Regions from separate parts of the Sus scrofa genome. Here region 2 is linked to region 1. A link is a contact called in public Hi-C data. All regions are on one chromosome and are shown on one strand. Each heading gives the region's core, a stretch centred on a gene start, on an enhancer-like site or on the middle of the called end of the contact. The rest is flanking DNA. Distances are from core to core; before and after follow the strand shown. Region 1 has its middle 6.3 kb from the start of GAB2. Region 2 overlaps NARS2 (probable asparagine--tRNA ligase, mitochondrial).

Region 1 (4,424 bases), core at 848-3,347:
CACGAGCTGTGGTGTAGGCTGCAGGTGCAGCTCGGATCCTGCATGACTGTGGCTGTGGCACAGGCCAGCAGCTGCTGCTCTGTTTTGACCTCTGGCCTGGGAACTTTCATTTGCTGAGAGTGTGGCCCTCAAAGAAACAAAAAAGAAAAAGACTAGTAAGACCTAAGCCCTTACTGTTTGTCCCCATACCTTTGATTCCCCTCTCTGTGCTCCTACAATCCTTTGAACATGCTTCTATTATAACACTGCCCACAAACTACTGTAGACGTCTGCTTATCTATTTCTCTCCCTAGAAAGACCTCGAATTTCAGAAGACCCTGGTGCTATTCACCTTGGTAGTCCTATTGCTGAACCTGTGGTAGCAGGGTCTCAGAAAATCTTTGTTGAGAATTGAATAACAAGTACATAAATAACCATCTGTAAGTAACATGCATTTGAATATGAACGCGTTTTGTACTTGAAATATATGCCTTCTTAAGTGTTTTCTGAGTTTCAAATGATGCTGGCTGTGTCCTGAAAGAAATAAGATTGCTGTTCATTTCTCTATTAAATACCTTTCAGAGTTCCCCTGGTGGCCTAGTGGTTAAGGACTTGGCCTTGTCACTGCTGTGGCTCAAATTCAATCCCTGGCCCAGGAATTTCTGTATGGCATGGGTGCAGCCCAAAACAAACAAACAAACCAGGGAGTTCCCATCGTGGCGCAGTGGTTAACGAATCCGACTAGGAACCATGAGGTTGCGGGTTCGGTCCCTGCCCTTGCTCAGTGGGTTAACGATCCGGCGTTGCCGTGAGCTGTGGTGTAGGTCACAGACGCGGCTCGGATCCCGCGTTGCTGTGGCTCTGGCGTAGGCCAGTGGCTACAGCTCCGATTAGACCCCTAGCCTGGGAACCTCCATATGCCACGGGAGCAGCCCAAGAAATAGCAAAAAGACAAAAAAACAAACAAAAAAAACACCTTTCAAGGTACCTAGTTAGCTACGGAACCCATCTTCCCTCTGAGAATCCCCACCCCTGTCCCCCTGTCCTAGCCAGTGCATCCTCAGCAGACATACTGGGGACGTGAGCGTCCCTTGCTGGTAGGACTGGGGCTGGATGCCTGATCCCAAATGGGCCGGTCTCATTCCTCCCTTAGGCAGTCAGAGTTGAGAACACCAGAGAGTCTGGACTGGCTGCTTGAACGAGGAACACGCAAACTCAGGAGCTGTGAGACAGACGTGTACTGTAAGAGACAGAGAACGCAGTCTGCAGGGAGAGAGAAACGAAGGCCACATGCTCCGCGATGAAAAGCCATATGGCCTGTGGGAGAGACAGACACACGCACGAACCGGCTGCCGGGTTCTTGCTATATTTAGTCCTCGGGTGCAACGCTTCCTGAGGCCACATATTCAACGTTTTGTGTGTGTTCCCTGGGATATACCTCATTTTTTCCCCAGTAAATTCCCTATTGGGACTTAAGCATCTGCTTAGTGAGTGTCTGCTTCTGCGACTAAAAGAAGCCATGAGTACACAGACTTGTGGAAAAAATCCTCATGACTTTTTAAGTCTCATGACTTTTGTCACACCTATGTATTATTCCAGAGGAATTGTTGCTCAAAAAAATATGTACATGAGAAATCCCTGCTAAATAAGATGCAGTAGGAGGGTTGAGTGTCAACATGTTTGCTTTTCAAGTTTCTCGATACACTGAGTCACAAAAACAGTAAACAAATGCATGGAGGCTTATTTACTGAGGGGCTTGGACACATACCAGACCTTTTTTGAACCACAGAATCGGATTAAAGAGGGTTTTGAAGAACCAGCATCTTTGGCAGCTTCCCGAGACATCTATTTTTGAAGATGCTGCTTTCCAGAACTGTGTCAGGATGGCTTGTGTCGCGGGCCTTAGCTGCGTTCAGACTGGCCAAAACTGAAATCGAAGAGACTAAATAAAGCAGGTGTGCCCCGAGCAGCCCAGTCCCCGCTGCTGGGCCAGTGTGTGCTGTGACAGGCAGATGTCTCAGAGTCAGGGGAAGACTTGGCTCTTCAGAAACCGCCCTGAGAGCTGTGAGACTGATGACTGCTAACATGTCTCAAACCACTCTAGCAAAAGAAAACAGCAACAAATAAGCTTCCAGCTCTTTTCTCAGTGGACACTCTGGACCTTGGAGAAGTTTGCACGCAGTTGGACGGCTGCTCCTTTCTTTTTTTAGTTAATTGTGTTAAATGTGCCTCATAACTTCTCCTCCCGGTGGGGCTGTCATTTAGAAGGGGCTGGGGGGGGGAAGCTGTTTTAATTCTGGCTTTTGTTTCAGCCTCTAAATGTAATGCCACATGATTGTTGACCCAACAGTAATCCAGTTAAAAAACAGTCTTCAGAGTTACTGCATCATCGAAATTAACCCTGATTACATCAAATTATGTTGAAACAGACCACAGCTGTTTGCCCTGTTGAAGCAACTGCTTGAAAGCTCATCCAGAAGATACATCTGGGTGTCAGGAAGATCCATTTGGGGTTTCATTTTTGTTTCTCAACACAAACGGAGGAGAGAGACATTCTGTTCTGCCCTGAACGGCAGCCGAAAACCTCGTGATTCTCCAGAACCAAGACTTTTCTTAATTCCACAAGAGAAAAAACCTGAGACATTCTGTTTCGGTTTTCTGGAGGAAGGATGTGAGAAAGACATCCAAATCTGTTGAGTATTGCTCTTGTCAGCAAAAAGAAGTGGAACTGACAGTGGGGCAGTGGGATTTTCTGTGGAGGGCTGTATGCCCTGCTTTGCCCTGGCCTGGTTCCCACCAGCCCATGAGAATGGTTTTAAAGTTGCGGAAAGTTTTACAAACTGGTTGCTAAAAAATAACATTAAAGTTAAATTATAATTAAAGTGGAAAGCAACAGGAGGTATTGGAGATGTGGATCAGAATCCTCATACTTTGCTGGTGGTTGTGTAGCCACTGTAGGAAACAGTTAAAACAGTTCTGTAAAAAGTTAAACACAGAGTCATAGTGGGATCCAGCCATTCATTCACCTTCTAGGTCCACATCCAAGAGTATGAAAACACAAATTCACACAAAAACTTGTACCCGAATGTTCACAGCCACTTTATTCGTAAGAGGCAAAAAGTGGAAGCAACTGAAATGTCCATCCGCTGATGAAGGGGTAAATAAAATGTGGTGTGTGGATCTGATGGAGTATTTTTCATCCGTAGAGAGGAATGAGAGAGAACGGACACACGCTGCAGCATGGATGAACCTTGAAAACTTCTTGCAAATTATTGTGATTCTGGTTATATGAAATATCCAGAATTGGCCAACCCACAGAGACAGAAAGTAAATTAGTGGCTGCCAGGGAATGGGGTTGGGAGACTGAGGAGTGACTGCTAATGGACATGGGCTTTCTCTTTGGGGTGGTGAAAATGTTTTGAAATCAGATAGCAAAAGTAGTTGCACAACTCAGTGGGTATACTAAAAACCACTGAATTGTACCCTTTAAAAGGGTGACTTTCTGGTATGTGAATTTAATAATGCCATATAAACTTACAATTAAATGTTATCTTAAAGACAAAGAATAAATAACCAAAACTCCGTTACTACTTAGCTTAATTATGTCTATTACATCTTTTAGGATGGAAATACTAAAGGTGTATTACTTATGCATCTCTCTCTATTTTTTTTTTTTTTGCTTTTGCTTTTTAGGGCCACACCTGAGGCATATGGAGGTTTCCAGGCGAGGGGTCAAATCAGAGCTACAGCTGCCAGCAATACCAGATCCGAGCAGCGTCTGTGACCTACACCACATCATGCGGCAGCGCCGGATCCTTAACCCACAGGAGTGGGGCCAGGGATTGAACCTATGTCCTTATGGATACCAGGCAGGTTCGTTTCCACTGAGCCACAATGGGAACTCCCAGTCATGCATCTCTTAACTGTATTCAAAGACGTGAAGTTGTGGGGGGTTTTGTATTTGCTCCCCCCACACACAAAAAAAAAACCTGTCACATCCTACAAGTCAATGCTACTGCCACCACCACCAGAGAGCCAGATTTTAACCAGCACATCACTGGCCGTACGGCTCAGACAGTCATCTTATGTAACTCTGGTGGAATGAGAGAGTTAGATAATCTCCTGTGGCCTTTGGATCCCAGCAAAACAAAGCCTAGCAACTGCAGAGCCACTATGTGTGCACTCAGTGGAGAAGAAATAGTATTTCTAGTCAGCTGAAACCCACTTTGTGTCAGGGAACGTTATTCTTCCAGCCTCGCTAGAAATGTGTGTGGTACGAGAAGTTAAATGATTGAAACCTATAGGCTGTCAAAGCAAAGCCAGTTATCAGGTAAACCACAAACGATTTTAACTCTTAATCCCAGCGAGGAGGCTATCTGAGGCAGCTGTATGAGAGTGTCAGGGTTTGGACACCAAAGGTTGACGAATGAAACTTCATAGAATTA
Region 2 (4,424 bases), core at 822-3,321, 130 kb before region 1:
CCTATAAATATTTGTTAAGCCTCCTTTTTGTGAAAACTACTGTGCTAGTGCTTTTTGACTTAGAAAGTTATTTCTGTTTTGCCTCTCAGCAACATGAATTTGCAAGATACTTTAAAAAAACAGTATCCTACAATAAGTGCCCCCAGAATGATGTGAATTTGAAAGCTAGCCATATTAAAAATAAATTTTAGATATTGTAGGATATGCTTTAAGTCAAATCATTGAAATATTTAAAATATACTTTGAAATCTGAATCCAGTTATGCTTGAGTTTATAACTTTTAGTTTTAATTTGATTCAGATGCCCACATTTTAACCTGAGCATAGCTCAGAATAATAACATCTAACATTTAAAACATGTTAAATAGGGAGTTCCCATCGTGGCTCAGCAGAAACGAATCTGACTAGCATCCATGAGAACATAGGTTTGATCCCTGGCCTCGCTCAGTGGGTTAAGGATTGGTGTTGCCGTGAGCTGTCGTGTAGATTGGAGATGCGGCTTGGATCTGACACTGCTGTCGCTGTGGCTGTGGCGTAGGCTGGCCAGTAGAGCTCCTGATTTGACCCCTAGCCTCAGAACCTCCATATGCCTCAGATGCGGCCCTAAAAAAAAAAGGAAAAAAAAATCAACTAATATCTTTATAGTACTTCACTGTCATATATGTTATTTTGTTGGTGTTTTTAATAATGTTATTAGACTCTTAGAGTTTCTAAAAGGAGTAATTCACCTTAAGTGATTACTTAAGCTTTAGGTATTCCAAGCAGGAAGAGAAATAGCATTTATTGAATACCAAGTGCATTTCAGGCACCATGTCAAATTCCTTTGTTTATATTATATAATCTTTTCAGCAACCCTTTGCAATAGGAATTAGTTTGCCTTTACAAGGGCAGAAACTATGTGTCTCTTGTACATTATTATATAATATCTGGCATGTGATAGTTGCTTTATAAATATTTGTTGAATGAATTATCTGTGTTTTTTTCTTTCTTTTTTTTTTTTCTTTTGGCCTCCCGTGGCTTATGGCTTATGGCATTCCCTGGCCAGGGATCAGATCCAAGACTCCAGATCCTTAACCCACTGTGCTGGGCCAGGAATTGAACCTGTGCTCCAGAGCTCCCAGGATGCCACCAATCCCATTGCACCACAGCAGGAACGCCTCTTTTTTTTTTTTTTTTTTTTTTAATGTTAGGAAACTAGGCCCAGGTAGAATTTATCAAAAGCCACACAGTAAAATACGGAGTTGCAGTTTAAACAAGATCTATTAGGCTGTAAAGTAAATGCCATTTGTCACACTCTAATGACTCCTGAAGTTGGGCTTTTGAGAAAAGATAGCAGAACCTTGAGTAAAGTTCTGAGATTAAAGAAGACTTTTTATTAGGTACAGACAACTGTTGAGAACACTAAAGTGTCCTTACCGTTTCTCTTTGACCATTCTTCCAAGACAACCTTTTATTTTCCTGCGGGAAGAGAATAACAACATTTACTGATGACTTACTGTTGGCAAGAACTACGGGTTGAGTACTGCTCTTTTTTGTGTAAATAACCTGTTAATAATACTTAGCTTATTTTTATTAAATATTGTACAGATGTAAATATTGTACAGATGTAAAATAAGCTATGTAGGTAGTGTAAAGCATACACATGGTCCCACTAAACTTAAGAATAAACTTAAGAAATATGCAATTATTAGTACTTTTTATCCCCCACTTTGTGCCCCCTGCATTCCATCTTCCCACCCTCTTTCCACTATGCTGATTTTGTGTTTTGTTATATCCATACTTTAAAAAAAATAGTTTCACCACATGGATGTCGCCCTAGGCGAAATACTGTTTTGGTTTACATGGGTCTCAACTTACACCAATGGAATCATCATCTTTTTCTGTAATGAGCTCCCCCCCCCCCGCCATGATTTCAATTAAATCAGAATCTCTGGGATGTAGGACTCAAGAATTCGTATTTTTTAAGGCTCTCTCAGTGGTTTCAGTATGCCTTCAAGGGTCATACAGAACAGTGGAAGTGCATGTTCATAGCTTCCACTTTGTTAGAAGATCCTGATTTTTAAAAAGGAATACTGAATTTTAAACTCCCACCAGCAGGGTGTGCTGTTCCACGCCTTACCAGTACCCAATATTTCCAGTCTTAAAATTTTGCCAACCTCATGGATGTAAAAGGGTTTTTGTTGGTTTTGGTTTTGGGGTTTTTTTTGTTTGTTTTTTTTGTTTTTGTTTTTTTTTTTTTTTTTTGCTTATTAGGGCTGCACGTGCAGCATATGGAGGTTCCCAGCCAGCAGTCGAATCAGAGGCGTAACTCCTGGCCTGTGCCACAGCCACAGCAACACCAGATCCAAGCCACGTCTGTAACCTGCACCATAACTCAGTGGCAATGCCAGATCCTTAACCCACTGAGCGAGGCCAGGGATCCTAAAATGGGTTTTTGATGTGATTTTATTTATTTAATTTTTTTTGAAGTGATTTTAATTTGCTTTTCCCTGGTAAGCTGTGATTGATCATTTTTTCTTACAGTTATTGGCCACTCATTTCCTCTTCTATATTTTCTGTTGTGTTGTCTTTTCATATCGGTGTTTTTGCATCCTTGGCTATCAATCTTTTGTTGAGTGTATGTTGCAGATGTTTTCTCTCAGCTTGTGGCTTGCCTTTTCTCTTTTATAATACAGAGATTAATTTAAATTTTAAATTAGAATTCTTAATTTAGTCAAATTTCAGTCTTTTTTTGATGTTTTGTGCTTTTGTATCTTGTTTAAGAAATCCCTTCTGTATTATGTACTAAAAGTTTTATAGTTTATACTTTACACATGTCTTTAATTTCTGGAATTTAATTTTGGATATGATGCAAAAGTCCAATTTTTTTCCAAAATGGATACCTAATTATTTAAGTACTATTTATTGAATAGTTCATTTTTCTTCCTGTGATTGCAGTTGCCAGCTCTGTCATAAATCAAGTTTCCATATATGTGTGTATCTTATTTCTGTGTGCTCTATTATCTTCCATTAGTTTTTCAGAATATCCCTGTGCCAGTGCCTCACTCAATTGCTATAGCTCTTTGCTAAGTCTTCATAGGCAGTAAAGCAAATCCTGCCACCTGATTTAAAGAATTTCCTGATCCTTTTCTCTTCATACAAACTTACAGATCATTTTGACAAGCTCCAAAAACCTCTGTTTGCTCTTTAATTGGAATAGCATTGATTCAGTAGATCGGTTTGGAAAAACTGATATCTTTGTGGTATTAAGTGTTACTATCACTGGACGTGGTCTATTCATATGTTTAGGAGTTCCTTAATATTTTTCAATACAAGTTAATTTTCTAAAGATTGCACATACCTTTCTTAGATTTATTCCTAGACACTTTATATTTTTTTGTGGTATTAGAAGTGTTCTGTGTATTGTTGGAAAGAGTGTATTTTTCAGTTATTGGGTGCAGTGTTCAACATCTGTGTATTATAACAAGATTATTAATTACATGTACATATCTGCAGTATGCCTACTAATATTTATTCTTTATTTGCCATTTCCTGGTATGTTAGGATCCTCTGGTATGTTTTTTCATTTTTTTCTCATTGTTTTTGTTTTATGTATTTTTTAGTCTGTTATTGGATATACACACATTCAGAATCACTTCTTAGTGAAATCAATCTTTATTTATACAGTGGTCCTCTTTCTTTCTAGTACTGCTTTTTGCCTCTTGTCTATTTTCTTGGTTTTGATCAGTATTTGTCTGGTGCTCTTTTTTTTTTTGTAACTATTATCCATTCTTTTATTATCAGCCTTTCTTTGTCTTATGTGATTCTGAGAAATAGCACACAGCTCAGATTTTTTTTTAAAACGAATCAGTTAATCTTTCCCTTTTTACTGTTTAATTTAGTCCACTGATGTTTATTGTGATTGCTTATGCATTTGTTTTTTTTAAAGGTATCTTGTGCATTTTATGTTTTTCTTTTTCTTTTTTTTTTTTTTTTTTTTTTGTCTTTTTGCCATTTCTTGGGCTGTTCCCGCGGCATATGGAGGTTCCCAGGCTAGGGGTCAAATCAGAGCTGGAGCCACCGGCCTACGCCAGAGCCACAGCAACACGGGATCCAAGCCGCGTCTGCAACCTACACCACAGCTCACGGCAACGCCGGATCCTCAATCCACTGAGGAAGGGCAGGGATTGAACCCGCAACCTCATGGTTCCAGGTCGGATTTGTTAACCACTGTGCCACGACAGGAACTCCATGTTTTTCTTTTTTAAAAAAATCCCCTTTTCTTGCCTTAAAAATTAAAAATTTTGTTCTCCTTTTTCTCCCACTGTTAGGTTAGAAGAGACTGATAGGAGTAAAGGAGAACATAGACTCTAAGGCAGTGCTTCTCAGTCTCTACTGCATGTTGAATTCACGTAGGAACATTTAAAAGTGTGAATACCTGGGTTC

The links. A called contact is a pair of places that touch in the nucleus more often than the background predicts.
Region 2: a Hi-C map of alveolar macrophages shows a contact between it and region 1, with 4 times the contacts expected there. The contact joins two enhancer-like sites. A contact is called at or near these places in 1 of 5 promoter capture datasets (liver), 25 of 47 Hi-C or Micro-C datasets (alveolar macrophages, blood, brain and 14 more) and 2 of 2 datasets of contacts at active chromatin or transcription factors (alveolar macrophages and skeletal muscle).

What each region holds. Positions count from the first base shown.
Region 1 is chr9:12,855,529-12,859,952 of Sscrofa11.1, reverse strand. No RefSeq gene overlaps it. Among named protein-coding and RNA genes, the nearest start is that of GAB2, 6.3 kb to the right of the region's middle. Within about 2 kb of position 2,097, at least 24 of the 83 cell types and tissues checked have an H3K27ac peak or open chromatin away from gene starts, as enhancers often do. A contact at or near this core is called in alveolar macrophages, where this site is marked.
Region 2 is chr9:12,984,973-12,989,396 of Sscrofa11.1, reverse strand. All of the region lies in intron 5 of NARS2 (probable asparagine--tRNA ligase, mitochondrial), which reads left to right. Among named protein-coding and RNA genes, the nearest start is that of NARS2, 24 kb to the left of the region's middle. Within about 2 kb of position 2,071, at least 5 of the 83 cell types and tissues checked have an H3K27ac peak or open chromatin away from gene starts, as enhancers often do. A contact at or near this core is called in alveolar macrophages, where this site is marked.